Linked DNA regions of Sus scrofa: all the other regions are linked to region 1. A link is a contact called in public HiChIP or PLAC-seq and promoter capture Hi-C data. All regions are on one chromosome and are shown on one strand. Each heading gives the region's core, a stretch centred on a gene start, on an enhancer-like site or on the middle of the called end of the contact. The rest is flanking DNA. Distances are from core to core; before and after follow the strand shown. Region 1 holds the start of CDK7 (cyclin dependent kinase 7). Region 2 holds the start of BDP1 (transcription factor TFIIIB component B'' homolog). Region 3 holds the start of SMN1 (survival of motor neuron 1, telomeric). Region 4 holds the start of MCCC2 (methylcrotonoyl-CoA carboxylase beta chain, mitochondrial).

What was found. Promoter capture Hi-C pulls out the DNA fragments that hold promoters and counts their contacts. HiChIP or PLAC-seq counts read pairs in DNA pulled down with a chosen protein or histone mark.
Region 2: a contact with region 1 is called in a promoter capture Hi-C map of liver, with 4 times the contacts expected there. The contact joins the promoter of BDP1 here to the promoter of CDK7 in region 1. A contact is called at or near these places in 2 of 5 promoter capture datasets (fetal liver and liver) and 2 of 2 datasets of contacts at active chromatin or transcription factors (alveolar macrophages and skeletal muscle).
Region 3: a contact with region 1 is called in an H3K27ac HiChIP or PLAC-seq map of skeletal muscle, with 4 times the contacts expected there. The contact joins the promoter of SMN1 here to the promoter of CDK7 in region 1. A contact is called at or near these places in 1 of 47 Hi-C or Micro-C datasets (embryonic fibroblasts) and 2 of 2 datasets of contacts at active chromatin or transcription factors (alveolar macrophages and skeletal muscle).
Region 4: a contact with region 1 is called in an H3K27ac HiChIP or PLAC-seq map of alveolar macrophages. The contact joins the promoter of MCCC2 here to the promoter of CDK7 in region 1. A contact is called at or near these places in 1 of 5 promoter capture datasets (fetal skeletal muscle), 1 of 47 Hi-C or Micro-C datasets (fetal skeletal muscle) and 1 of 2 datasets of contacts at active chromatin or transcription factors (alveolar macrophages).

What each region holds. Positions count from the first base shown.
Region 1 is chr16:47,407,312-47,414,328 of Sscrofa11.1, forward strand. CDK7 (cyclin dependent kinase 7) reads left to right here and starts at 2,957. Exons shown (of 12, transcript NM_001166314.1): 1 at 2,957-3,022; 2 at 3,376-3,435. The coding sequence starts at 2,957.
Region 2 is chr16:47,796,813-47,803,714 of Sscrofa11.1, forward strand. It overlaps BDP1 (transcription factor TFIIIB component B'' homolog), which reads left to right and starts at 4,461. Exons shown (of 38, transcript XR_002339791.1): 1 at 4,461-4,933. It overlaps LOC100517502 (small EDRK-rich factor 1), which reads right to left and starts at 767. Exons shown (of 3, transcript XM_003134027.5): 1 at 607-767. The coding sequence starts at 613.
Region 3 is chr16:47,774,436-47,781,631 of Sscrofa11.1, forward strand. SMN1 (survival of motor neuron 1, telomeric) reads right to left here and starts at 2,883. Exons shown (of 8, transcript NM_001130735.1): 1 at 2,803-2,883. The coding sequence starts at 2,883.
Region 4 is chr16:47,914,588-47,921,876 of Sscrofa11.1, forward strand. MCCC2 (methylcrotonoyl-CoA carboxylase beta chain, mitochondrial) reads left to right here and starts at 2,721. Exons shown (of 17, transcript XM_005672531.3): 1 at 2,721-3,013. The coding sequence starts at 2,885.

The DNA of each region.
Region 1 (7,017 bases), core at 1,707-4,206:
GGGCGGCACCCATGTCATACAGAAGTTCCCAGGCTAGGAGTCGAATTGGAGCTGTAGCCACCAGCCTAAGCCACAGCCATAGCAATGCCAGATCCAAGCCACATATGTGACCTGCACCACAGTTCATGGCAACACCAGATCCTTAACCCACTGCAGGCCAGGGATGAAACCTGCATCCTCATGGATACAGGTCAGATTGATTTCTGGTGAGCCACAACAGGAACGACAGCTCACTATTTATTTCTATAACAACTGAGGTTAGAGTACTGTTTCAGTGATGTCTTTTATTTATTTATTTTATTTTTTTTTATTTTGCCATTTCTTGGGCCACTCCTACAGCATATGGAGGTTCCCAGGCTAGGTGTCGAATCAGAGCTGTAGCTGCCAGCCTACGCCAGAGCCACAGCAACGCAGGATCCGAGCCGCGTCTGCGACCTACACCACAGCTCACAGCAACGCCGGAACCTTGACCCACTGAACAAGGGCAGGGATCGAACCTGCAACCTCATGGTTCCTAGGCGGATTTGTTAACCACTGCGCCACGACGGGAACTCCTCAGTGATGTCTTTTAGAAGGAACTGTGACCCAAGTAATGTGACAGCATGGAACTGTGACCCAAGTAATGTGACAGCATGTATCATTAAGTATGACTTGCCACTATTAAGAGATATAAGTGGCATAAATGTGTTTTCGGTGATGTAGGAGAATTTTGCTTAATGAAATATATCAGTGCTCAATAAAGACCCAAATAGTGATAAGGAGCTGGGTGACCAATAATAGTTATGTGATAGCTATCATAAACTGAGCACTGTCAGATGCTATCCTAAGGGATTTTGAGGTGTGCACTCATTTAAGTCTTGCAGCAACACAGTTTCCACCTCCTATTATTATTCTTATTATTCTTATTTTTGGTCTTTTTGCCTTTTCCAGGGCTGCACCTGCGGCATATGGAGGTTCCCAGGCTAGGGGTCGAATCGGAGCCATAGCCGCCAGCCTACGCCAGAGCCACAGCAACTCGGGATCCGAGCTGCATCTGCAACCTACACCACAGCTCACGGCAACGCCGGATCCTTAACCCACTGAGTAAGGCCAGGGATCGAATCCGAAACCTCATGGTTCCTAGTCGGATTCAATAACCACTAAGCCACGACGGGAACTCCTCCACCTCCTCTTATAGAGGAGGAAACTAGCAACAGAAAGGTCAGTTTGCCCAAATCATAAATCTAGTGAATGAATACTTGTGGAGCCAATATTCATATGCAGGTAGTCTAGATCCAGAGCAAGGACTCAACATTTATATTACCTTGAATAAGTTATGAGCTTTTGTATTCTGTTTTCAATATAACTTTAAAAGTCAGGATTCTCGGTTCTTAGAAGCATCAAATGTTCCAGCTCAAAAGCTTAGAATTATCCTTCTCCCACAATCTATGTTGTCTGTCAGCAAATCCTGTTGGCTAGAAGCAAAACTGGTTCTACCTGGTACAGCCATTTGGATGACTGCAATAATTCTTTAATTAGCCTTCTTGCTTTTCCTTGCTTCTCTAAGTCTGTATTGTGGTCTCTCACAACAGCAAAAGGGAACCTTTTAAAAGTCAGCTATTACTTGTCCACTCAAAACTCTGTATTGGCTTTTCAGTAACGCCACCCTGTTTAAAACCTCAAGCCCTACTAGCTCTATCCCCCTTCATTGCTTTATTATTTTTGCAGCACTTAATCACTAGGTATCATAGCATATTTCACTTGTTATTTCCTCCCATTAGAAGGCAAGTCTTTTTCTTTCCCTGCTTATTTCTCAGCGTCACCAAAAGAGCCTTGCACATAGTAAGCACTCAATATACATTTGTTGAATAAATGAATTAATGTGTTTGTTTGTAGATTTGTATAAAAACTTATGAGAATCAGGAAGTTCCCATCATGGCTCAGCTGTTAAAGAATCCATCTAGTACCCATGAGGACACAGGCTCTCTCCCTGGCCTCGCTCAGGGGGTTAAAGGATCCAGCGTAACCTTTAACTGTGGTGTAGGTCGCAGATGTGGCTCATATCTGCAAGCGTCGGCGCTTGGTAGACGGAAGTGGCTGTGGTATGGGCTGGCAGCTGCAGCTCCGATTTGACCCCTAGCCTGGAAACCTCCATATGCCGTGGGGGCGGCCCCCAAAAGACAAAAAACAAAAAGAAACAAACAAACAAAAAAACTATGAGAAAGTTGGGTACTGATCACAGATAACAATTGAGCACTTTGGCTAAACTTTGTGCAAGTTTCATCTAATTCTTGCAACCACCTATGATGTAGTTTATTACTTCACCTTACAGAGTCAAAAACTGATGACCAGAAGCGTTTTCCACAGAACAAACTTGTTTAGTTGACTTGGAACGTGTCTGCCTGGGCGTGTTTCTTCATAAAGGATTAAAAACGCCTTTGGACCAGCCCTTAAGAACTGGGCATTCGCTTAGGTAATCTAAAATTGTCGGTTTCTGCGTTCCCAGTAACCATGGAGACAGGACACCCTCCAGCAAGAACCAAAAAGTGAAATCAGAGACAAAGCCAACACACCCTCATACACACCTATTAAGTTCTGAACTGGAACGTCGTATCAGAGCGCCGGCCCGTCCTCGGTAGGGAAGAAAATATCCAAGATAAAATAGGGTACAGTTACCCATCATCGAGAAAACCCCCCTTCCGGTACAATGGGCGATCACGTGTTAGGGCGAGGCGGAGCGGGGCGGGGCGCAGCGCAGAATCTCACAGGAGCCCGACCAGGCGCAGCTTCCGCCTTGCGGCCCTCGGGCCGGCCTTACTTACAGCATCCCCCGCCCACCCCGGAAGTGGGGGCGGAGCTAAGCAAGCGTCGGCGCTGGGTAGACGGAAGTGGCTGTTGAGGGGATTTAAGGTAGCTTTAAATTCCTGCTGTCTTGAAAGTTCAGTCTCTTCAGCTGGAGTAGGGCTCCGCGCGACGGATGGCTGTGGACGTGAAGTCGCGAGCAAAGCGTTATGAAAAGCTGGACTTCCTCGGGGAGGGACAGGTGAGGCTCTCAGGCAGGGTTCGGTGGGCCCGGAGCCGGGAACGCCGCGCCGCCTCACACCCTCGCAGGTTTTCGCGTGGAAGCCAGGAGACGGGCACGCTGCGTGTCCTCTTTGAGGAAGCTGCCCAGACGCCCTTGCTGCCCTGTGTCCACCGTGGCGGTGAGCCCCTGAGTAGCCCTCTCCGACGAATGGTCTGGAACGGAACGTGGACGGCCCTACCACGTTTCAAGCCGCCGCGAGTTTGCTCCAAGAACCCTTGAGTCCCTTGCTTCGCAACTTCTAAAAAAAGTAAAAAAGCAAACACAAAGCAAAAATCTTAACAAACTGACATTATTCCCGTATTTCTCTCTAGTTTGCCACGGTTTACAAGGCCAGAGACAAGAACACCAACCAAATTGTCGCCATTAAGAAAGTGAGTTAGTTTGCTCTTTTTTCGTGTCTCCTTGAAGATGTGTCTATGTGTGAGCTAATGGCTGGCTTTTTTACGACTGTTGACCGTGCTCTGCTAGTGAGGAGGTCACTTATGTTATTTTCAGAGAAAAGAGAATTTCTTAGTGTCTTGTGTTCCAAGATGGAACTCAGGTTGAACCAGTGTTTTTGTTCCGTTAATTAAAATGAAGAGGAAGCTCTATATTATGTTTGCATTGTAACTCAAACCTTCGCAAAGGGGACAAGTACTGCTAGCCTGTTGGGTCCTTATAATTACTTAATAATCTTTCCAGGCCCTATTTCTGACTTACCTGCATCCACTTTCTATATATCTGTATTTTCTGAGTACAGATTGACTGTGAAAGGCTTTTGCCAGCATTAATGGCATTGATGTGGTGCCTTTTTAAAAAATGATTTTAGTGGTTTTTTTTTAACTTGCAGTCCTTCAAGAAACTTGGGTCATGTTTCGCTGACTTGGTGTATGCCGAGCACTTTAATCCACATTTTTTTCATTTAACCCTCGTAAAAGCCTAGTGATGTAGGTAAAGTATCCCTGATTTACACCTGAGGTGTCTGGGAAGAGATTAGGTGACTCAACAAGATGACACAGATAGTAATTGCTAAAGCTAGGATTTAGATCCAGGTGTCCTGCTTCCAGATTGATTGCCTTTTCCCATGCTGCTGAAATCAGTAACCCTCCTAAGAGAGGCTGTTTTTCTTAGATTTCAACAGCTGTGATGCAGGTGACCTCCATGTTCCTATTGCCGCTGTTGCTGCTTTGAATCTGGTTCTCCTTCCAGATTGCTGACTCCATCAAACCATATCCCTCTCGTTCACCTAGCACCTGGTTCCCACTCTTCCTTTCCACAATTATTCCTGCCATGGTTATCTTTCTTTACTTTTTCTCACTTCTCTCATCTCTAATTCATGTTCTGTAAGCCAGTGCCATAGCTGCTCCCTTGTAAAACCTTTAACTTTCCTTATCCTTTTTATTTATTTATTTATTTATTTTCCTTTTTGCTTTTTCTAGGGCTGCTTCCTGAGGCATATGGAGGTTGCCAGGCTAGGGGTCCAATCGGAGCTGTAGCCACCGGCCTACGCCAGAGCCACAGAAACGCAGGGATCCAAGCTGCGTCTTCAACCTACACCACAGCTCCCAGCAATGCCGGATCCTTAACCCACTGCGCAAGGCCAGGGATAGAATCTGCAACCTCCTGGTTCCTAGCCGGATTCGTTAACCACTGAGCCACGACGGGAACTCCTCCTTATCCTTTTTAAAGTTAACTTTATTAAAGTTTCATTGAAGTATAGTTGATTTATAATAAAGTTATCTTTTCGATTCTACCCCTTTATTCTAGCCACACTGACCTTCCTGTCCCTTGAATATGTTAAACTAATTCCAGTCCCAGGATCATTACATTTCCTCTGCCTTCGGGTTAGTATATTTTTACTCGAAAAACTTGACAGGGCTGATTCCTTATTTATATCTCACTCAGGTATCTACTGCACATAGAGGTCTTACTGGTCATTCAGTCTAAAACAGGTGCGCCTCCCTTTTTCCTTGTGTTCTTTGCCATACTTCTCTGTTATCTTCATAGCATTTATCAAAACCTAAACTGCTTCTATCTATGAGTTTATTTTCTATTTACTACCACTCAAATTATATTTAGGACTGTGGCTACATTTGCAGACACTCATTAAAAATGTATTTGACTTGGGAGTTCCTGTGTAGTGCATTGGGTTAAGAATCCAGCAGTAGCTGTGGCGCAGGCTGCAGCTTCAGCATGGTTCAATCCCTGGCTCAGGAACTTCCACATGTTGTGAGTGTGCCCCCCCCAAAAAAAAGTATTGACTTGACTGACAGATACAATCTCTTCGCATGGTTGGCATGTTGAGTTCTGTGGTTTTCTGAAAATCCTAGTGGTTTTCTTGTTTGTTTGCTTTTATGATAAATTAGAATTTAGACTCCCATCTTTTTTCTCAGTGATAGACTTTTACCCCTTGAAAGTGACTCATAGTGGAATATCCTTTAACTTTTTTTTTTTTTCTTTTTTTTTTTTTTTTTTTTTTTTCTTTTGTCTTTTTGTCTGTTGTTGTTGTTGCTGTTGTTGCTATCTCTTGGGCCGCTCCCGCGGCATATGGAGGTTCCCAGGCTAGGGGTTGAATCGGAGCTGTAGCCACCGGCCTACGCCAGAGCCACAGCAACGCGGGATCCGAGCCGCGTCTGCGACCTACACCACAGCTCACGGCAACGCCGGATCTTTAACCCACTGAGCAAGGGCAGGGACCGAACCCGCAACCTCATGGTTCCTAGTCGGATTCGTTAACCACTGCGCCACGACGGGAACTCCTCCTTTAACTTTTAATTTTTATTTCAAATAGTATATCTTTGTGGTTTTATGGAATGTAACCTTTATATAAATGGAATAAACCTTTAAAAAATTGTGAATCACTATGTTGTACCCCTGAAACTTATATAATATTGTACATCAACTATATCTAAAAAAAAAAGCAGAAATACTTCTCCTTCTACCAAACCAATTAAATTATTTCTCAAAGTATTTTTTTTATAAAGTCAGTTAATAGGCCAAACATTCCTGTCTGTACTCCTGGTTTTTACTCCTTTGAGCAATCACTTTCATCTCCAAAACTGTTTCTTGGGGTATTTACCTCCATTTCTTTAGATAATATGCTTATATCATCATTTCTTGAGTGGTCTCCCTTCCCAGCTTGAGACATTATTTATTTATTACTGTAAACGTTGTCACCTCCCTCCCAACACTTACTGCCTACTCCCACTCATTTGCCAACATGTTTAACTTTACAAAAAGGAAAAAATATGCTACATATTCTGCAGTCTTTCAACCATTACATCTTGGACTTTTAAAGCATCATTGATGTACCTTATCCTTTTAAAAAAGATCGTGTTGAACTTATGTTTTCCAGTTTATTTAACCAGTCCCTATTGGCCTTTGGAACAATTCTCATTTTTCAGTGTTTGTTTTATGTATCTCAACAATATATAGTATTGCATACCTTTAAACGCTTTCTCTGTCTCTCTCTCTATATATATAATATATATTCTGCAACTTGTTTTTCTGAATCATTATTTCTGAAATCTTCTGTGTTGATATATATAGATTTGTTTTATTCATGCTTATGGCTGATTAAATTTTGTTATATGACTATACTAAATTGGTCTAGCCACAAGTCTAGTTGATAAACATTTAGGCTTTTTTTTTTAATGTTTTCCTGTAATACACTCCTTCTGCAGACATTCCTATACATGTGTGAATTTCTCTAGAGAAGGTATCTATAATTGAAACCAGTTATGAATCATTGCTACATAGAGAATACACAGCAGCAACATCACCACATATTGTCAAATTGCTCTCCAAAATGGTTGGATCACTTTAATCACCCACCACATTCTCACCCTCTTTGTATGGGCAGACTTTACGACATTTGTCAATTAGATGGATCAAAAATGGCATGTGGTTGTTTTTTCAGTTAATAGTTCTCAGATAACAGTGAGGTTGATCATCTTTTCTTGATTTAGGTGTTT
Region 2 (6,902 bases), core at 3,211-5,710, 390 kb after region 1:
GGTCTTAAGAATATTATTATACTAGTTAAGGTGTTCACTACCTATAAATACCAGATCTCTTCAAACAGGCATTCCAGTTGTCTGTCTATATGGGCCAGTATTTCAAAATAAGTTCTGGCTTTTGAGAAGTGTGGGTGGAGAGTGAAAGATACATCACAGACCACATCTCACACAAGTTGGCCCACGATAATTCAATTGTTAAGCAAGCGAAGACAGATGCTACTAAAACATTACCTGCAAGGGCCAAACAAAAGAACGAGGGAAGAGACTCAGAATTCCTGGTCCTCATTAGGCCTCTCGACTTTTTAAGTATTAAGCACCAGCTATAAGTCACCTCCAAAATAAGACCCCTCCCAGGGCTGCCATCTCCAGGGAGGTGCTCCTTGCTGTGTAAACTTGTATCGGAGGGGCAGATACCTGTCCGACCTTTCAGGCTGGACCGGAGCCAACCTTCCCTCTCTCCCATCTCACTGCAAACCGGGTCCCCACTGCGCCGGACAGAACGGGTTTCACCAGCCGGCCCCCGCCTCCCGCCCGCTGGGCCTCTGCGCTAGACTTCCTAGCCCGACGCTCCCTGCGGCTTCCTCTACCGGTCTGCACACTCACGGGCCATGCTGACCACTGAGCTTGGAAGAGAGCTACTTAGAAAAACAACGACTTCGCACGCTCAGCAGCCGTGCCCACTGGTAGATCTGAGAGACAGAGCCCGCGGCGGCGGGATACTCCTGAGAGAGGTCGACCGCCCCGCCCACCAAGCCCAGACAGCAGCCGGCTTGGCCGGAGAGGGACTGCGCCTGCGCGGCCGCTGGCGGCGGGGCGGGGGTGCGGTGCGTGGGTGCGGGGCGGTGCGGTCCCTGGCGCGGGCCGCGGATCCGCCGCAGCGGAGAGTAGTGTGCTGCCAGGGTCGTTCCGCCGTGCAAGTTTGGTAGAGTTCAGAAAGCGGGCCTGTGTCTGAGAGAGGGATAGGCGTGTGTGGACTTTCCTCTCTGCGTACAGCGAACTGGGGCTTGACCAGCCCCCATTTTTGGGGTAGCGACATTAAAAGTTAGAATATCTAGGAGTTCCCGCTGTGGCGTAGCGGGTTAAGGAGCCCGTGTTGTGTCTGCAGCGGAAGGGGTTGGATCCTCTATTCCGCAGCAGTGGGTTAAGAATCTGGAAACAAATGTGGCATAGGTCTCGACTGCGGCTCAAATTTGCCGCTGGTCCAAGAACTTCCATATGTCCTGGGCGATCTTTCATCACGTTTCAGAGGGGAGAAAGAGAGGAAGGGGACAGAATAGATAGATTGAATGTTAGCTCTGCGAAAGGTGGTATTGGCCCCTTACTTCTTTATTCACCCATCAAGCTTGCAAGGTGGTCTTAATTGTTCTCGTTTTTTTGGAAGAAGCAACTGAGACTGAGACCAGAAGCGACAGATCTACTAGGCAGGGAGCAGTGCAGTGAGGCAGAAGTGAGATTCAAGTTGAAAACAGACTCTCTCAAGTCTGTTCATTTCCTATTTTATCCCAATGCTTTGTCAGGGTGGACAGTACTTTGGGAGTTCCGTGGCTCTGTGCTTGGGTTGTGTGATGGGGAAAGAATGGAAGGGAATGTAGTATTACCAGGAATTCAGAATAGCCTAGAATTACCTTAAACCTACTGAAAAGCGGTGGAGCATCTGTCATGGCTAGATGCAGACATGTAAAGATGCTTGGTATTTATTATCTTCATCTATTCTGTTAATTGTTACAAACTGAAAAATGGGTAGAGTTAGTCTGGACACCCTAAAATTATCCTATTTTGTAAGGCTTTTAATTTGTTGGTTATTATTTTTTTCATTTTTTATTTTTTGTCTTATGAAAGTTCCCAGGCTAGGGGTTGAATCAGAGCTGTAGCTGCCTGCCTAGGCCAGAGCCACAGCAACACAGGATCTGAGCTGCGTCTGCAACCTACACCACATCTCACGGCAATGCCGATCCTTAACCCACTGAGCGAGGCCAGGGATCAAACCCTCGTCCTCATGGATACCAGTCGGATTCTTTTCTGCTGTGCCATAACAGGAACTCCTTCCTTGTGTACTTTTTTTTTTTTTTTTTTTATGGCGGTTCCCAGGCTAGGGGTCCAATCAGAGATACAGGTTCTGGCCTACGCCCTGGCCACAGTGACTTGGAATCCGAGTGGCATCTGTGACCTCTGACCCTGAACCCGGCATCCTCATGGATGCTAGTTGGGTTGCTAACCTCTGAGCCATGATGGGAACTCCTGTACTTTTTAATGTGGCTGTAATACCTGCTCAAAAATTACTATAGTTAGGAGTTCCCATTGTGGTGCAGCGGAAACGAATTTGCCTAGGAACCATGAGGTTGCGGGTTCAATCCCTGGCCTCACTCAGTGGGTTAAGGATTCAGTGTTGCCATGAGCTGTGGTGTAGGCTGCAGACACAGCTTGGATCCCTCCTTGCTGTGACTGTAGTGTAGGCCAGCAGCTGTAGGTCCAATTCGACCCCTAGCCAGGAACCTCCATATGCTGTAAATGAGGCCCTAAAAAGAAAAAAAAATTATTATAGTTGAGACTTTATAAGTTAATGCGAGCATTTTTAATCTGCTTCAGGAAGGAGCAGTAGGGCAATAAACAAGGCATTCTGAAGAGAAGAGGAAGATTCAACAAATGAACAAGACAATATAAGAATTTTTAAATACAATGACACAAATTTAGAGGGTAATATGACAGAAATTAATGAGAGGTTGGCTTACATTATGTAGGGTAGTACAGGAACTCCTCTAAAATTAGAAGGAAAATGTCTGGAGATGAAACTGGCTCTATGGATTATGGGCCAGTGTTTGAACCTGCAATACAAGTCCCCTGACTCATGGAAAACAGAAGCCTGACTTCCTTTTTGGAAGGAGAAGAAAATTCTACAAGAACACCTGTTACATTAATAACAAAATGCCTGGGGAATAAAACCTTGAACTGATTGAAAAGATTGCTAGGTCATCTAGAAAGAGAGACAATTTTAGATGTTTTTGAGAATAGGAAGGCAAGAGTGAAAGCATAGAGAAGAGAAGGCTATACTGTAGGCTCCCTCCGGCACTCTGAACAGCGACTTCAAACACACCTAAAGAAGCTCAAGAACTTGACAAAAATAATTCCTGCCAAAAATATCTCAGGAATATTAGAGTTACTGCCAGAACCAAACAGCTCTGTACAGCATATTCTGGTATAAACAGAAGGCACTGGCCTTTCTTACCCAAGAGTCTATGGCAGTCCCAGTTCTGCAGGTAAAAAAGTAAGTAATAACTGAGATTAAATCTCCTGTTTGTAAAGGGATGGAAACAGAGTCAGATTTAATTTTACTATTAAATATATAAAATCATAAGATTTTTGATACACATCCAAGTTTGTAAAGTCTTAAGAGTGTCATAGTAATTTTAAGTCTCTAGTTATCTCTGGCAGACACGCTCAACTTTTTTTTTTCCCCCTTAGGGCAGCACCTGTGGCATATGGAAGGCACACTGAAGCTGCCAGCCTACTGAAGCTGCCCACCTACTGCCACTGCTGGATCCAGCCGCATCTGCTTCCTAGGCAGCAGCTTGCAGGATCCTTAACTCACAGAGCTAGGCTAGGGAAGGAACCAGCCTCCCAATGGATACTAGTGGGGTTCGTTCTATTTGTTTGTTTATTTATTTATTTATCTTTGTAGTTCACAAATTTTCCTTATTTTTAATTTTTTTCATTTATAGTGATTTTTATTTTTTCCATTATAGCTGGTTTACACTGTTCTGTCAATTTTCTACTGTACAGCAAGTTGACCCGGTTACACATACATGTATACATTCTTTTTTCTCACATCATCGTGCTCCATCATAAGTGACTAGACATAGTTACTGCTGAGGTTCTTAACCCGTGGAGCCACAACAAGAACTCCTCAATTTAGAATTTTTAAGGCTGGAGTTCCCATCGTGGCGCAGTGGTTAACGAATCCGACTAGGAACCATGAGGTTGAGGGTTCGGTCCCTGCCCCTGCTCAGTGGGTTAACGATCCAGCGTTGCCATGAGCTGTGGTGTGGGTTGCAGACGCGGCTCGGATCCAGCGTTGCTGTGGCTCTGGTGTAGGCTGGTGGCTGCAGCTCCGATTCAGCCCCTAGCCTGGGAACCTCCATATGCCGCGGGAGCGGCCCAAGAAATAGCAAAAAAAAAAAAAAAAAGAATTTTTAAGGCTTAGAGACGTGCTGATGAGCAGGCAGTGCTCTACAGAATCCTCTACAAACAAAAACGGCCAGCGACTTTAAGAGTTTTGTAAAAGTCTGAGCTGATAGATTGACTACCTCTTCTTTTGAACAATTCCTAAGGAGAGCGAAGAGCACGCCAGCGCTGCTTCTCATTTCCCGTTCTCAGATAACCCAGGCTCCAGAGCTTGACAGTTACCATGGCTCCGGGCGCTCTACGTCTTACGCCATCCGGCGGCGTTGGGTGATGACGCAGTCAGTTCCGGCGCCCTCCGAGGGCGGGGATTCAAGGTGCTGAGGGAAACTTGGCAATTAGTGTAGTAGGGTCATGAAGAAGAGGCGGCGGCGGGAGATCCGAGGCGGCGGCGGGAGCGTGAAACTGCGGTAGCTGTCTGTTCGGCTGGTAGTGTGGCTCTGTGGCAAGAGCGTAGTTCTTAAACTCCTCTCTGGGCAGCAGCCGGGGCTCGGGGCTGAGAGCGGCCGTGGGGCCGCCTCCCCGGGCCCCCTGGCTCCGCCATGTTCCGCAGGGCACGCCTTAGCGTGAAGCCGAATGTCAGGCCTGGAGCGGGCGCCAGGGGCTCCACTGCCCCCAATCCCCAGCGTGAACAAGAGGCTCCCAGGCCGCCAGAGCCTGCCGCGGCCTCTGTCCCGAAGCCAGCGGAACCTACAGATGTGCCTCCGGTGGATTCTGGGGAGGCAGAACCTCAAGAAAAGACTCCCAAGAGCAGGTAAGGACTTGCAGAGGCAGCGTTTTCGTCTACTCCTCCCTTGTCGTGTCACCTGGAAGCGGAGTAAAGAAACTTTATGAATAAGTACTCTTTCGCTTGCACTAAGCCTGGCAGTTGAGACCGCCGAACACACTGCAAACTGCAGTTGGTCACTCTGACCACACGGTGTGGGAAGCGTGGATTTTGTTACCGAGTATAGATTCTTTGAGACGGGACCATGTCTTAAAGCGGTGGCGGGAGGAATCCGCACATAACAGTTATGAGGTGAAGAATATCCACATGTAGTCATTGGAGCGTTTAGATCACCACGGTTTTCATTCTTTTGGAATACTTTGCTGGTGTAAGTTTTTAAAAAAATATTAAAAACAATTATTCTTAAAAGAAGAGGAGTGTTACTTGATTCTACATTATGTCAACGGAAAGGAAGTCTGGTTATTTGTTTTAATTTGAGGCTGTGGCCCTTTAGCTATAGTGACCATGTTTTCTGAACAGAAAAGCATGTGTCATGTACTACATTTGGATTCAGAATTCTTCTCCTTAACAATTCATGGATTTCGCCCAGGCAGAGTTTTTTCATATGCAAAATGTGGATAACATAACCTGCTTTGGAGAGTTATTGTAAAAATTAAAGATAACTGATATAAACTGTCTTGCATAGAACATGGCAGAATAGTTACCTACCTTTAGGTGTTTAAAGGTGATGGAACAAAGTAATTAAAGTTAAGACATGTTGAGTTACTAATGGTCTCTGATTTTTTTTTTTTTTTTTTTTTTAGGGCCACCCCTGCCGCATTTGGAAGTTCCCAGGCTAGGGACTAAATTGGAGCTGTAGCTGCCAGGCTACACCACAGACACAGCAACCCGGATCCAAGCCACATCTGTGACCTACACCACAGCTCATGGCAACACTGGATCCTTAACCCACTGAGCAAGGCCAGGGATCCTGCATCCTCATGGATACTAGTCAGGTTCGAAACCCATGGAGCCACAATGGGAACTCCCTGATCTCTGTTTTTATACTCTAAATATGAGGAAACCAAGGAAAACCAACCCCATTAAATGACAGTGAGATGGCATAAATTTTTTTTCTATTGTGATAGGAAGGTGACGATTTTACTCCTTTCTTTTTTGGTTTGATTTTTTCTGTTGGCCTTAATTGGTGCTGGGTATAGAATGTTATTTTGATAGCTTAGTGATGCTTAGTAATTTCCAAGTTTCTTACAAGAATTTATTTCACAATTTCTCCCAATAATGGACTACAAATACCAGTTACTGTTAAAGTAATAAAGTTTACAGAGATTCTGTTAACTACATGTGAATGCATGATTATCGATAATATAAGTGTAGTCTTGAGACATTTAAGATTAAGGGTATTGCTTTCATAGAGTAGACATTTAGTAAATATACTTTGTTTTTTATCCTTTTTTAAGTGGGTCTTTACTTTTTTTTTTTTTTTTTTTTTTTTTTTGCTATTTCTTGGGCCGCTCCCGAGGCATATGGAGGTTCCCAGGCTAGGGGTCTAATCAGAGCTGTAGCTGCCAGCCTATGCCAGAGCCACAGCAACGCAGGATCCGAGCCGTGTCTGCAACCTACGCAGGATCCGAGCCGTGTCTGCAACCTACACCACAGCTCACGGCAAAGGCAGATCATTAACCCACTGAGCAAGGGCAGGGATCGAACCCGCAACCTCATGGTTCCTAGTCGGATTCGTTAACCACTGCGCCACGACGGGAACTCCTAAGTGGGTCTTTACTAATTGTAAAAACCTATAGGGTGTATGTTTTGTCCTTTTATGCATTCAACTTAACTGGATAAAATGCAGGTGGTATCACATTATTAGGGCTGAGATAAGGGTTTAATTTGGATACTTTCTGGAAAGGTTATTTTATAGGTTTAGGCATATTCCACTTTTATATTAAACTAATCCTAACATGAAAACAGTAGACTGCTTTTATTTATTTTTCTTTTT
Region 3 (7,196 bases), core at 1,633-4,132, 370 kb after region 1:
AAAAAAAAAAAAAAAGCAGCAGCAGCAATAGCAGCAGCCAAAAAGATTCCACGTTTGTAAAAATTCTACAAAATGCAGACTCATCTATGGTAACAGAAAACGGATAGGCAATTGTCTGGGGACAAGACATGAGGAGGCATGAATAAAAGGGAAAGATTACAAAGGCGTGTAGGAAATCCAAACCATCCCACATATTGGGACCACATAGAGAAGCTGAGACAAGAAGAAAAGGAATGGCTTTTCAATCCCTAGCTGCTCAGTCCCCAGCTATTTGACTACTGCGTGGATGCAAATGCACAAAAGGTCTGAAAGAGAACTGCCCAGAAAGGCCTTTGCAAATTCCTGATCCTCAGAACTGTAAGAGATAATAAAAAGATTACTGTTTCAAGCCACGTAAGTTTTGGGTGATTTGTTACATAACAACAGTAACCAGAACAGATCATTAGGACCACCGTTAAATATGTTTCTCAGTCACTAAGAGTAGCCCACCTCTTTCCTTGCAGCTATCTCAAAATGAAATGTTTTCTCCTCCCTATCCCTCAAATCACTGCACCAGAGGTGGGGAGGGAATCTTCCTGACTTTCACTTCCACTTCCAGATTATTCTTCCTTCCTAAAAACTCTCAGGTTTGAAAATCTTGTCACCAAACTCCACTGTCCACAGTCCTCCTTATTGTAATCACCTACAGTCTCGTGGGTTGCTCCTTTTCATTCTTTGAGGTTTAATATCCCAGTACTCTCTCCAACACTACTCCTGTTGTAATTTTTGGTAACTTAAAAACCTGCTCTGGCATAATGGGATCAGAGGCATCTCTGCAGCACCAGGATGCAGGTTTGATCCCAGGCCCAGCACAGTGGATTAAAAGATCTGGTGTTAACCCAGCTGCAATACAGGTCACAAATGTGCCTTGGATCTGATCCCCAGCCCTGGAACTCCATATGTCGTATGGGGGCAAAAAATAAAAATAAAAAAAAATAAAATAAAAAACCATGTAGATGATCTCTGCGGTACCATATCCTTGTTAGGTCTTTAAAATTTCTGCTACCAACAACTTTTTTTTGGGGGGGGGTGTCTTTTTAGGGCCTCACCCAAAGCTCATGGAAGTTCCTGGGCTAGGGATCAAATGGGAACTGCAGCTGCCGGCATACACCACAGCCACAGCAACGCCAGATCCGAGCCTCGCCTGTGACCTACACCACAGCTCACAGCAACACTGGATCCTTAACCCACTGAGCAAGGCCAGGGATCAAACCTATGTCCTCATGGATACCAGTCAGATTTATTTCCACTGAACCACGATGGGAACTCCAATGATCTTTTACAGCACCCAGTCTCAGCTACTCATTTCTATCTTCTTTATTATAACCATTAACTACAACCTCTCCATAAGTTAACGGCAAGAATCCTACTCTTCAACCACCACCCTCCAGGCTCTGCAACTCATTCCTTTTAGTAGCCTGATGATGACAATTATTCTACTTCCCTGGAATTGGTAAAACATTGGTTCTCTCACTTTTTCTCTCACCATCCTAATGTCCTCATTTCCTTTCTTAGCCAGCTAAATTCCATGGTCAATCATCAGGATAACACCCTGTACCCTCTCCCCTGCCTCACTTCATACATGGTAAAATTACAACCCTATTAACTTCAAACATTCATTTATTCTGTCTGCCCTCACACACCTGAATTTGAATTTAGCTAGAGAAAAACACAATCATGCTGTCTAGCCTCCTTTAAGCTGACAACTAGGATTTTGAAGTAGGCCTTTAATGTTGCCTAGCAACATTTCCTACCATTCCTCCTCTCTAACCACCAACACCTGTTTCCTGCCCTGTCTTTACTAGCTAATAACCTCACTTCTTTTACTGAGAGAACAGCATCAATCAAAACAGAATTTTCACAATCTCCTGCCCATCCACACAAATTTGTATTCATATAACTATCACCACATGAACTGTCAATATTTATAACAAAGGCCAAATCCATTCCCTCCTACCTACTCTAGAACATTGCTTCAGTCATTCTCTTCTCTCTCCTGCATCATCAATTTTCCCATCCTTACTGGATCTCCATTAGCCCACTAACATGCTGAAACATCTCTCCCACTTTAAAAACAAGCACAAACACAATTAAGAATACCCATTATCTCATTTCCTTCTCCCTCTACTGGTCAAATTTTCTACCTTCCAGTACTTAGAATAAATCTTGAAATATCTGCTTACAAACGCTGCCTTAAATTTCTCCTCTCCGATTCTCGAACTCGCCCCCATCACATTTCACCCAAGAATGAATTCTAACCTTCGCCCTTATAAACCTGCTTACTTGCAGTCTTCCCCATCTAGGTAAAAGGCAACTTCATCTTTTCAACTGCTCAGAAAAATCTCGGAGTTATCTTTGACTTTCTTCTCTCAAACCTTTATTACCGAATCCATAAGCAAAACCTGTTGCCTGTGATTTCAAAATACATCTAGACTCCAAGTACTTTGTCATTCACAGCTAACACCTGGATCATTTCAACAGACTAACTGGTTTCGCCGCTTCACCCTGGTCTGACCCCGCACACCCTCCAGTGAGAAAAAGGGATGGACAAGCCAAGGTACAAGCAAGTAGCGGTGTGGCACTGGCTCAAAGTCATTAACGAGCCCTAACTGCCAGAGGAAGGAATTTGAGGTTGAGGCTCCCAAATGGGTAAAGTCTTAGAAACATGCCCACCACGACCTGGGCAGTAAGCGGACTGGCCGGAGAAGGAGCTGAGGGCGAGGAGGGGACGCTGGTCGGAGGTAGCGCCGGCCGCAGCCTCACCTGGCCTGCACCGCGCCGGAACAGCACCGAGTCCTCCGCCTCAGGAACACCGCTGCCGCCGCCACCGCCGCCCATCGCCATGGCGCGCCTACTGCTGGGTGCGCGGCGTGGGCTCAGTCCCTCCGCGAGTGACGACTTCCGCCACCGGGCCTCTGGGAGCGGAAGAGCATGGCGGCTTGCAGACCGCGGGCTGGAGAGAGTAACAACCAGCGCTTTAGGAGCGCTGGCCCCGCCTGCTCCAATCGCGGGCCGCTTTGGTGTTTCTTCTCTGGATCTTCTCAATTTTTTGATTTCACCTTTATGTTTGTTCGTGGGGTGATTCATCCAGGGTTTTTGTATTTTATTTTATTTATTATTTTTTGTCTTTTTGCCATTTCTAGGCCCGCTCCCATGGCATATGGAGGTTCCCAGGCTAGGGATCTAATCGGAGCTGTAGCCGCCGGCCTACACCAAAGCAACAGCAACGCGGGATCCGACCCGCGTCTGCAACCTACACCACAGCTCACGGCAAGGCGAGATCCTTAACCCACTGAGTAAGGCCCGGGATCGAACCCTCAACCTCATGGTTCCTAGTCAGATTGGTTTCCAGTTCGCCACAAAGGGAACTCCGGGTTTTATTGTCTTAAACAACACATTCTCTTAGGTAAATAATATTTCTTCTAGGTCATTTAGAAAATACCGGTAAGGAGTTCCCGTTGTGGCTCAGCGGAAACAAATCTGATTAGCATCCATGATGACACAGGTTCCATCCCTGGCCTTGCTCAGAAGGGTAAGGATGGGTCATTTCTGTGAGCTGTGGTGTAGGTCCCAGACATGGCTGGGATCCCATGTTTCTGTGGCTGTGGCGAAGGCCTGCAGCTACAGCTATGGTTGGACCACTAGCCTGGGAACCCTCATGTGCCGCGGATGGGGCCCTACGAAGACAAAAAAAAAAGGAAAGTATGGGTAAGTTAGCAGGAAGAAAAAAATCAGTCCATTGGTAACCAATAATAATACAGCTACCTGTTTAAAAGTGCTTTTGTGTGTTTTATGTACTTTTTCTTTTCACAACAATGCTGTGAATTAGGGGCTCTTATTCCCTTTGAAAGATGAGGGTACAGGCACAGCGTTTACACAGCTGCCTGGAATCTAATCTAACATGCCTTAAGCACTTTCCAACCATAACATTTAGATTACTATTTCGTCTCCCAAATCTCTAGTAACTTTTTTTTGTTGTTGGCACCTGCGGCAAGGGGTCAAGGTGGATTATGTGGAAGTTCCTGGGCCAGGGATAGATTGCTTTGGCTATTTTAGTGATTTTTTTTTAACTAATATTCTTTTACATTTAGGGAAAAAAAAGGTTTGTCAGAGTTCCCATGGCACAATGGGATCCGAGGTGTCTCTTCAGCACCGGGACACAGGTTTGATGCCCAGCCCATCACAGTGGGTTAAAAGGGTCTGGTGTTGCCAAAGGTGCACCTTAGATTACAGCTGCATCTTGGACCTGATCCCTGGCCCAGAAACTCCATATGCTGCGGGGCAGCCAAAAAAGAAAAGAAAAGCTTGTCAAATAGAGGTAAAAACAGGAAAACAAGCTACTCGTAGAAGAAAAAAAAGGGGGGGGGCAATAAATATGAAACTATGTCTAAACTCTGGAAGCTCTGCATTCAATCTGTTTGGATTCATATCCTTAACCTCCCACTTTCTAGCTGGGTGACTTTGGGTAAATTCCTTAACTAAAAATCTCAATTTCTATAAAAATCTATAAAAACATACACAGCAGTGGTAACTACATGTGAAGACTAAGAGAAACAAAAAACATAAAGCAGAGAAAATAGATATTTAACAAAAAAAGAAAATCCAAATGTCCAATAAATGTGAAAAAATGCTCAACCTCTATGGTAAGGGAATTGCAAATTAAAAACTAAGATAACATTTCTCACTCAAGTTGGCAAAATTACTAGAGATTAATAATATCTAATGTGGGAGTTCCCAGCGTGGCACAAGAGGAAACAAATCCGACTAGGAACCATGAGGTTTCAGGTTGGATCCCTGGCTCAGTGGGTTAAGGATCGGCGTTGCCATGAGCTGTGGTGTAGGTCGCAGACGCAGGTGGATCTGGTGTTGCTATGGCTGTGTTGTAGGCCGTCAGCTGCAGCTCCGATTAGACCCTTAGCATGGGAACCTCCATATGCTGCGGGGGCAGCCCTAAAAAGACAAAATAATAATAATATCTAATGTGGAGTTCTCTTGTGGTGCAGCAGGTTAAGGATCTGGTGTTGTCACTGCAGTCACTTGGGTTGCTGTGGTATGGGTTTGATCCCTGACCAGGAACTTCCACATGTTTTGGGCATGGCCAAAGAAAAAAAAATCTAATATTATCAAGGGCATGAGGATATGAAGTACTGACTTCTTATTGGAAAATAACTTTATTACAAACAATACCTTTGCCCTGGGGATCCTACCTTTAAGAATTTAGTCTTATAGAAATAAAAGCACCAGTACGTAAGGGTAAGTATGACGATGTAACAGAATTCTTCATAGCGACAAAAGCCTACAAATATCCTGATTGTCCATGAATAAGGAGATGACTGGAAAATTACTGTACACCCATACCATGGTTAGATTTCTACATACTGACCTGTAGCCATGGCTACTGAAAGTATCAAGTTACAGAGTTCCCTAGTGGCTCAGTCAGTTAAGGATCTAGCATTGTCACTACTGTAGTGAGGGTTCAATCCCTGGCTCCAGAACTTCTGCATGCTGAGGGTGCAACCAAAAAGAAGTACCAAGTTACAACCAAGTTTTCTATTTTTGTCTTTAAAAAAACTCTCTTGTACTGGGTTGAATGATGGCCCCCAAAATGATATGTCAATGAGACACCTTTGATCTTGACATGAGATTAATTGATTAATTGATCCTGAATTAAGAGTGGGCCCTAAATCCAATGACAAATGTCCTTAGAAAAGAGGAGACGAGTTCCTGTCATGGTGCAGTGGAAACGAATCCAACTAGGAACCATGCGGTTTCGGGTTTGATCCCTGGCCTCACTCAGTGGGTTAATGATCCAGCATTGCTGTAGCTGTGATTAGACTGTAGCTGTAGCTCAGATTAGACGCCTAGCCTGGGAATCTCCAAGTGCTGAGGGAGCGGCCCTAAATAATAATAATAATAATAATAAAAATAAAAAATAGAGGAGACAGGAAGAAGAGAAAAGAAGGTGACATGAAGACAAAGGCAGAGAGAGGTTATGCTGCCACAAGCCAAGTAATAACTGAAGCTTCTAGAAGCTGGAGGAGGCAAGCTAGGATTCCCCCCTGCAAATCTTCAGAGGAAGTATGTCCCTGGTTGCACTTCAATTTTAAGCTTCTGGCTTCTAGAACTGTGAGAGAACAAATTTCTGTTTTTGCAAGCCATCAAGTTTGTGGTAATTTGTTATAGCAGCTCTAGAAAATACCCCACTGCCCTTAATTATATGTATATTTATTCACGTTTGCATGAGCATTGAGAGAAATACACAACTATTTTATATAGCATATATCTGTATGCTGTATAAAGAATTCAACTTCCAGGTATATATTCAATAGAAATAAGTGCTTATGGATTTCCCTGGTGGCTCAGCAGGGTTAAGGATCCAGTGTTGTCACAGCTGTGGCTCTGATTACAGCAGTGGTGTGAGTTGATTCCCTGGCGCCAGAACTTCCACGTGCCATAGGCACAGCCAAAAAAAAAAAAAAAAAAAGAGATGTGCTTATAACCACCATGTGTGTGTGTGTGTGTGTGTGTGTGTGATGACAGAATTATTCGTAATAGCCTCAAACTAAAAGCAATCCAAATAGCCATGAAAAAATACAATGAATAACTAAATTATGGTATATTCATATAACAGACTGGTACACAGTAATGAAAGAATTACTGCTATGTCAAGTCAGAGGAGTCTCACAGACATAATGTTGAACAAATGAAGCCCAATTCACAACAGTACATACTGGATGGTTCCACTTACATGAAATTCAACAAAAGGCATAACTAATGTATGGGAATATTATCTAATGGGATGGTTAAGGTGCTGAAAATGTCCATATATCATCATCTGGGTGGAATCATTTGTATGTGAAGGTCAATCAAAATGTACATTTAAGGAGATCCTGTCGTGGCGCAGTGGTTAATGAATCCGACTAGGAGCCATGAGGTTGCGGGTTCGGTCCCTGCCCTTGCTCAGTGGGTTAACGATCAGGCGTTGCCGTGAGCTGTGGTGTAGGTTGCAGACCCGGCTCGGATCCCGCGTTGCTGTGGCTCTAGCATAGGCCGGGGGCTCCAGCTCCAATTCGACCCCTAGCCTGGGAACCTCCATATGCCGCGGGAGCGGTCCAAGAAATAGCAAAAAGACAAAAAAAAAAAAATGTACATTTAAG
Region 4 (7,289 bases), core at 1,471-3,970, 510 kb after region 1:
CAGGGATTGAACCCACACCACAGCAATGATCCAAGCCACTGCAGTGAAGGCGTCAGATGCTTAACTTACTGCACCACAAAAGAACTCCTGGGTTATCTAATCTAAATGTTTGCATTTCAATGGACATTTATTTAGTTAGTTATTTTTGTCTTTTTAGGGCCGCACCCTTGGCATATGGAAGTTCCCAGGCTAGGGTTGAATCAGAGCTGTATCTGCTGGCCTACATCACAGCCACAGCAATACCAGACCCTAGCCACGTCTGTGACCTACATCACAGCTCATGGCAACACAGAATCCTTAACCCACTGAGCAAGGCTAGGGATTAAACCTGAGTCCTTATGGATACTATTCTTCCTATTTTTGCCTACTGCCTTCATATATTTCCTAGTTTTGTTTTATGGCCACGCACGAAGCGTATGGAAGTTCTTGGGCCAGGACTGATTCAGAGGCGTAGGTGTGGAAATTCTGGATGCTTTAACTCACTGTACCAGGCTGGGGATCAAACCTGTTCCTCTGAAATGACCCAAGCCACCATAGTCAGATTTTTAACCCACTATGCCATAGTGGGAACTCCCATATATCTTCTAGTTGAATTGAAGGTAGGATATGAATTATTTTTTTGTTAGTTCTATGCTTTGGCATCCTTTTTTGGGGGGGGGGGCACACATGTGGCTAATGGAGGTTTCCAGGCTAGGGGTCAAATCAGACCTACAACTGATGGCCTACGCCACAGCCACAGCAACATCAGATCCGAGCCATGTCTGGGACTTAAACCTCAGCTCATGGCAACACCAGATGTATACTAAGGATAAAAAGCAAAAAACAAAAACAAATGAAAAAAACACTGAACAAACCTAGAAGGAAACTAACCTTAACATCATAAGAGCCACATGGGGAAAACCCACAGCAAATATCATACTTAATGGTGAAAAATTGAAATCTTTTCCTCTAAGATCAGTAACAAGCTAAGGATGTCCACTTTAACCATTTTAATTTGATATAGTACTAGAAATTCTAGCTGGAGCAATTAGGTAAGAATGAGAAATAAAAGGCATTTATATTGGAAAGGATAAAGTAAAATTATAACAGTTCACAGATGATTTATTACATGCAGGAAGCCCTAAAGATTATGTACACACACACACAATTAGAACTAATGAATTCTGCAAAAGAGCAGTACACAGTTAAAAATTGAGGGTTTTTTTGTCTATTTTTTTTTGTCTTTTTAGGGCCGCACCTGCAGCATATGGAGTTTCACAGGCTAGGGGCCCAATTGGAGCTGTAGCCATCCCTCTACGCCAGAGCCACAGCAACAGTGGATCTGAGCCACGTCTGTGACCTACATCACAACGCTGGATCCTTAACCCACTGAGCTAGAACAGGGATGGAACCAGTGTCCTCATGGATGCTAGTCCGGTTCATAAACTGCCGAGCCACAATAGGAACTCCTGCATTTAAATATGCTAATAATGAACAACCTGAAAAGGAAACTACAAAAGCAATTACAAAACAATAGGCAAAATAATCTTGAAAAAGAAGAACAAAGCTGGAAGACTCACACTTAATAATTTAAAAACTTATTACAAAGCCACAGCTATAAAAATTATGTGGTACTGGTATACAGACAGACATACAGACCAATGGAATCAAATAGAAAGTCCAGAAAAAAACCATTGCATGCGAAATAATTTTTGATAAAAAATTTTTTTTTTGACAAGGGAGCCAAAGACTATTCAATGGGGAAAGGACTGTCTCTTCATGTTGTTGGGAAAACTTGGTACCCATATACTAAGGAATTTAGCCAGGCCTTTATCTAACATCATGTATAAAACTAATTGAAAATGTCTCAGACTTAAGTGGACTAAATAAGATTTTTTCTCATTGTCCAGTGGATAAGAAGCCCAGATTTGTTATAGGCAAAGTTTTAGAAATGTTATAATCCTATATAAAACATATATAAAATATGTACATCCAAGTTGTAATTTATCACTCTTAGAGTTTTTAATTTACTTGTTCATGATCTCTGTGCTTTATAAAGGAGGGCACTGTGCCTGTTCTCCACTGTATCCCCAGCTCCCGAAGAGCACCTGACAGAAGACACCTAAGAAATACTTGTTGGAGTTCCCGTCATGGCTCAGTGGTTAACGAATCCAACTAGGAACCATGAGGTTGCGGGTTCGATCCCTGACCTTGATCAGTGGGTTAAGGATCCGGCGTTGCTGCGAGCTGTGGTGTAGGTTGCAGACGCGGCTCGGATCCCCCGTTGCTGTGGCTCTGGCGTAGGCTGGCAGCTACAGCTCTGATTAGACCCCTAGCCTGGGAACCTCCATATACTGAGGGAGCGGCCCAAGAAATGGCAAAAAGACAAAAAAAAAAAAAAAAAAAAGAAAAAGAAATACTTGTTGAATGGATGAATAAAGAGTTTAATTTCTTAGGGCAGCTTGTTCAGTGTCCAGCTCTCATATAAGATAAGCTTTTTCAAGTCCCGCAATGTCCTTTCTGTCTGCAGGAGAAGAAGAAAATGGTGCATAGCAAAAGAGCTGAGACCGACTGAAAGGAAACCTAGCCCAGCTCTCAACTCTCAGCTCAGCGTCTTAGGAGGCGCGTCTCCACAGGCTCGCGATACGACAGGCCTCGTGGGCTGCACCCCTGTCCCTTATTGGCTGAGTTGGGGGGCGTGGGGCTCAGGCCGACCAATCACGGACGGCGTGCGTCAGCACGTGCGGAGGTCGACTTGAGAATCTGGGAGGTTTCAGGCGAGTTAGGGCTGCCTGGAGCGGAGTGGAGCTGTGGCCTCGAGACGGGGAGTTGAAGGGGGAAGCTTGGGCTCCGAATCGGCGCAGGCGGCTCTCACGCGTTCCTTCCTGCCTTTGTGCCCGCTGCCATGTGGGCTACCCTGAGGTTGGCCCTGAGGCCGTGCGCCCGCGTCCCTGTCTCCACGCTGCGCGCCTATCATGGGGCTTCCGTGGTCGCACTGGGCACTCAACCAGACTCTAGCTCTGCCATCTACCAGGTAAGGCTGGGTGAGCGGCCTGGAGGACCTAGCCTGAGTCAGTGATTCGTCTTCCACTTGTCCTCCAGGGCCGGACCGACGGGCCGAGGCACTGGCTGGACTGGGAAGCGGGTGGAGGATGGGCTCACTTTAACAGCGGCTGCTTTGTTCTCTGGATCCCATCAGGATTCTGGGACGCGCTAGGGATTCCTGAAGTTTGCAAGAGAAAATCAGATACATTTTAGTTCCCTTTTAGCAGTGGTACTGTATTTTGTATCTTTACCATCAGTTGTTCTCAAAACCTGGTTTAGCAATTGTCACCTGGAAATTTGTTCGTAGTACAGCTGCCTTAATCCTCACCCTGGATCTTTTTGGTCTCCGGGGTGGAGTCCTAGTGTTTGCATAGTTAATGAAGTTGGGGGGGGGGGGCTTGGTGGCTGTCAGGTTTGGGAACCACTGGCCTAGCACAGCTCCCCCTGGCTTGTGCTTCCCAGACTTTAAATAGTTGGTTATGTTAATAGAATAGAATGGTCTATGTTAAGACCATTTATGTGTCTCAAATGGTCTTTCTTGGACTTGGGAGGCATCACAAGGTTATAGAGACAACTCCTGGTTTGTGAAATATCAGAGCTGGAAATTTTCAGTCTCTCTCATGGTTTCTAAGCCTACACAGATAACATTAAATTGTGCAGGAGTTCCTGTCGTGGCTCAGTGGTTAACAGATCCGACTAGGAACGAGAGGTTGCAGGTTTGATCCCTGGCTTCGCTCAGTGGGTTAAGGATCCCGGCGTTGCTCCGATTAGACCCCTAGCCTGGGAACCTTCATATGCCATGGGTGTGGCTCTAGAAAAGACAGACAAACAAAAAAACAAAAATTAGGAGTTCCCGTCGTGGCGCAGTGGTTAACAAATCCGACTAGGAACGATGAGGTTGCGGGTTCGGTCCTGCCTTGCTCAGTGGGTTAAACGATCCGGCATTGCCATGAGCTGTGGTGTAGGTCACAGACGCGGCTCGGATCCCGCGTTGCTGTGGCTCTGGTGTAGGCCAACAGCTACAGCTCCGATTCGACCCCTAGCCTGGGAACCTCCATATGCCGTGGGAGCGGCCCAAAGAAATAGAAAAAAGACAAAAAAAAACCCCCAAAAAAACCCCACAACATTAAATTGTGCAAATAACTTTCAGTTAAGACATTTAAAATAATTCCTGCCTTTAGGAAAACAGTAAGGTTGAAAGAAAAGCAGCAGGCTGAGGCAGAAACAGTATCCAATGAGGGCTTCCAAAAGTCTTGTAATTTCCTGGGATCAGGAGAGAACATTTAATTCAGAAACATTGGGTGGTTACTGTGGTCTAGGCACTATTTTAGGTGTATAGTATAGATGTATAGGAATGGGATCCTAATTTTGTGGGGGAGATAGACAAAAAAGCAGTGCATCATGGTAAGTGGTGTCTAAAGCTTAATAAGGTGGTGTATGGAAAGCTGCAGATAGGAAGTCATATGTGAGTTGGCTCTCAAGCTGGGTAATAAGTGACCAGGCTCAGGATGGGGAAGTTCTCTGGTGGCCTAGCGATTAAGGATCCGGCGTTGTCACTGCTGTGGCGGGATTTTGATCCCTGCCCTTTGGGACTTCTGTATGTGGTGGGCGTGGCCAAAAGTAAAATAAAAATAAGGATGGAGGATGGGAGGCAACTACAAACTATACAAATTAAAGGAGTCGGAGTCATGAGAACAGAGGTACCACCCTATGCAGGTGGTTAGGGGGAATGTGGTCTTGGCAGTCTGGCCAAGTATGGAATTCATGGTGTAGATGGGATTGCGGATGTCCCCAGGTGAAGGAGGGAAGACACGTGCAGAAGCCACACTGGGGCTTCATTTTGCAGTTTGTCTGCTTAGGTATTTAAGTAGAGGAGTGGCATGATCCTGCTGACCTGATGGAATAATTAGTGTGGTGGCAGTGTGGACGATGGGTTTCCCACCATTTTGAATATAGCTTCTTGGCTGGGCGTTTTTTTGGTTGGGGTAGGCCTCTGTTTTCCAGAGCTCCTATAAAAGTTATATATTAGCCAGTTTGGAGTTGTTTTGTGATGTCTCTATGCGGAGAATGGAGAATGAAGGCCTAGAGCTTCCTGTCTGCCGTCTGTGTAGTTTTTGTTTTTTTAATTTTAAAATTTTTTTGCTTTATAGGGTTGCACCCGAGACATATGGAAGTTCTCAGGTTTGGGGTCGAATGAGAGTGGGTCAAGTCAGAGCTGTTGCTGCCAGCCTACACCACAGCTATAGCCACAGCCACGCCAGATCTAAGCCACGTCTGTGACCTACACCACAGTGGATCCTTAACCTACTGAGCGAGGCCAGGGATTGAATTGGCGTCCTCATGGTTACTAGTTGGGTTCATTACCGTTGAGCCACGACGGGAACTCCTGGTCTGTCATCTTTCTGACATCTGGCTGGGCTGATACATTTGATGGTAGCTGCTAGCTAGGGGTTAGGGAGGGTAAGCCTGAGATGTTACCTTCTTTCTCTATGTAACTTTTTTTTTTTTTTTTTTTTTTGCCTTTTAGGACCCCACCTGCCGACATAAGGAGGTTCCCACGTTAGGGGTTGAATCAGAGCTGCAGCTGCCAGCCTTCACCACAGCCACAGCAACTCAGGATTCAAGCCTTGCCTGTGACCTACACCACAGCTCATAGCAACATTGGATCCTTAACCCACAGAGCAAGGCCAGGGATCGAACCCACAACCTCATGGTTCCTAGTCAGATTCATTTCCCCTGCGCCACAATGGGAACTCCTGTAACATGTTTTATGTTCTGATTCAGTCTGTACACTAGTAATCAGAATAGGGAAGTAGCTGTGGTATAGAGGAAAATGCACTGGTTTAATATTTCATGTATGTTTTAAAACTGACAACATATTTCCATAGGGGGGAAAAACATGGAGGGAGATGAGCTAAAATGTTAACAGTGGCCCTATCAGTTGGCAGAAGAGATGTTGTAGCATGTTGGTTTAAGAGCAAGGTTCTAGAGCTAGTGAGCTTTGGTTTAGATCCTACTTCTACTGCTTGTTAGCTGAATGACCCTTGAACTAGTAACTTAGCTTTTCTGTGCCTCAGTTACCTCATCTGTGTACTAGCATTAATAATTGTATGTTACAGTTGTCAAGACAATTAATGACAACTGAGAACAGTGCCTGGAATACTATAAGAAATAATAACTCAAGGAATGTTAACTCTTGCCACTTTTCCACCTCTTCTCAAGGTCATTTCATGATCTGTTTTAACCAGCTTTTGCTTCAGTAATTTAAAAAAATTTTTTAAAAATTATTTATTTATTTTGCTGCACGTGTGGCTTGTAGAAGTTCCTGGGCCAGGGATTGAACCGGTGTCACAGTAGTGACCCAAGCTGCTGCAATGACAACGCTAGATCCTTAACCTTCTGTGCCTGGGTTTTCCGAAGCACACATGGTAGGAAAAGTGAGAGCAGGCAGTGCATATTACTATTATTTATTATATATGAACATATTAGTGAGCTACTAAGAAAATGGGGCAGAGAGAAAATGTGGCCAGTGCCCCTATGTGCCATCTCCCATCCAAGGCATAGCTTTGTCTTCTGTTCCCCTTTTATAGGTTGTTTGCTTCAAAGTTTATTGCTTGTAGCTGGAGGTTCCAGGATATAAGGGTGCACCTAGGTGAAATCTTTTCTTTCTTTTCTTTTTGGCTTCACCTGTGGCATATGGAAGTCCCTAGGCTGGGGTCAAATCGGAGCTGCAGCTGCCAGCCTATACAACAGCCACAGCAATGTGGGATCTGAGCCTTGTCTGTGACCTACAGTGCAACTCATGGCAATGCCAGATCCTTAATCCACTGAATGAAGCCAGGGATCGAACCCGCATCCTCATGGATACTAGTAGGATTCATTTCCACCACACCACAGTGGGAACTTCCTAGGTGAAATCTTTTAACACCCAGCTTAACACACCTGGAAACTGGACAACTTCTGAAAACTGGAGCATGAGCATGGGAGCAAGGCCAGGGCCATGACAAGGATCATCAGCATTTTCCTTTGGTTGAGAACTAGGCTGGGCATGGCCCTAGCATTGGGTTCACCATGGGTCCAGTGATGTGCTGTGTTCTCTCACCCCTTCTTTCCTTGAGAGACTCGAAAGACTTGTCTTCTTCAATTCCCCCTAAATTACCAACTCTGGGACTTAGAGCTTCCTTGATTTTTTTTTTTTTTTTTTTTTTTTTGTCTTTTTGCCATTTCTTGGGCCGCTCGCACAGCATATGGAGGTTCCCAGGTGG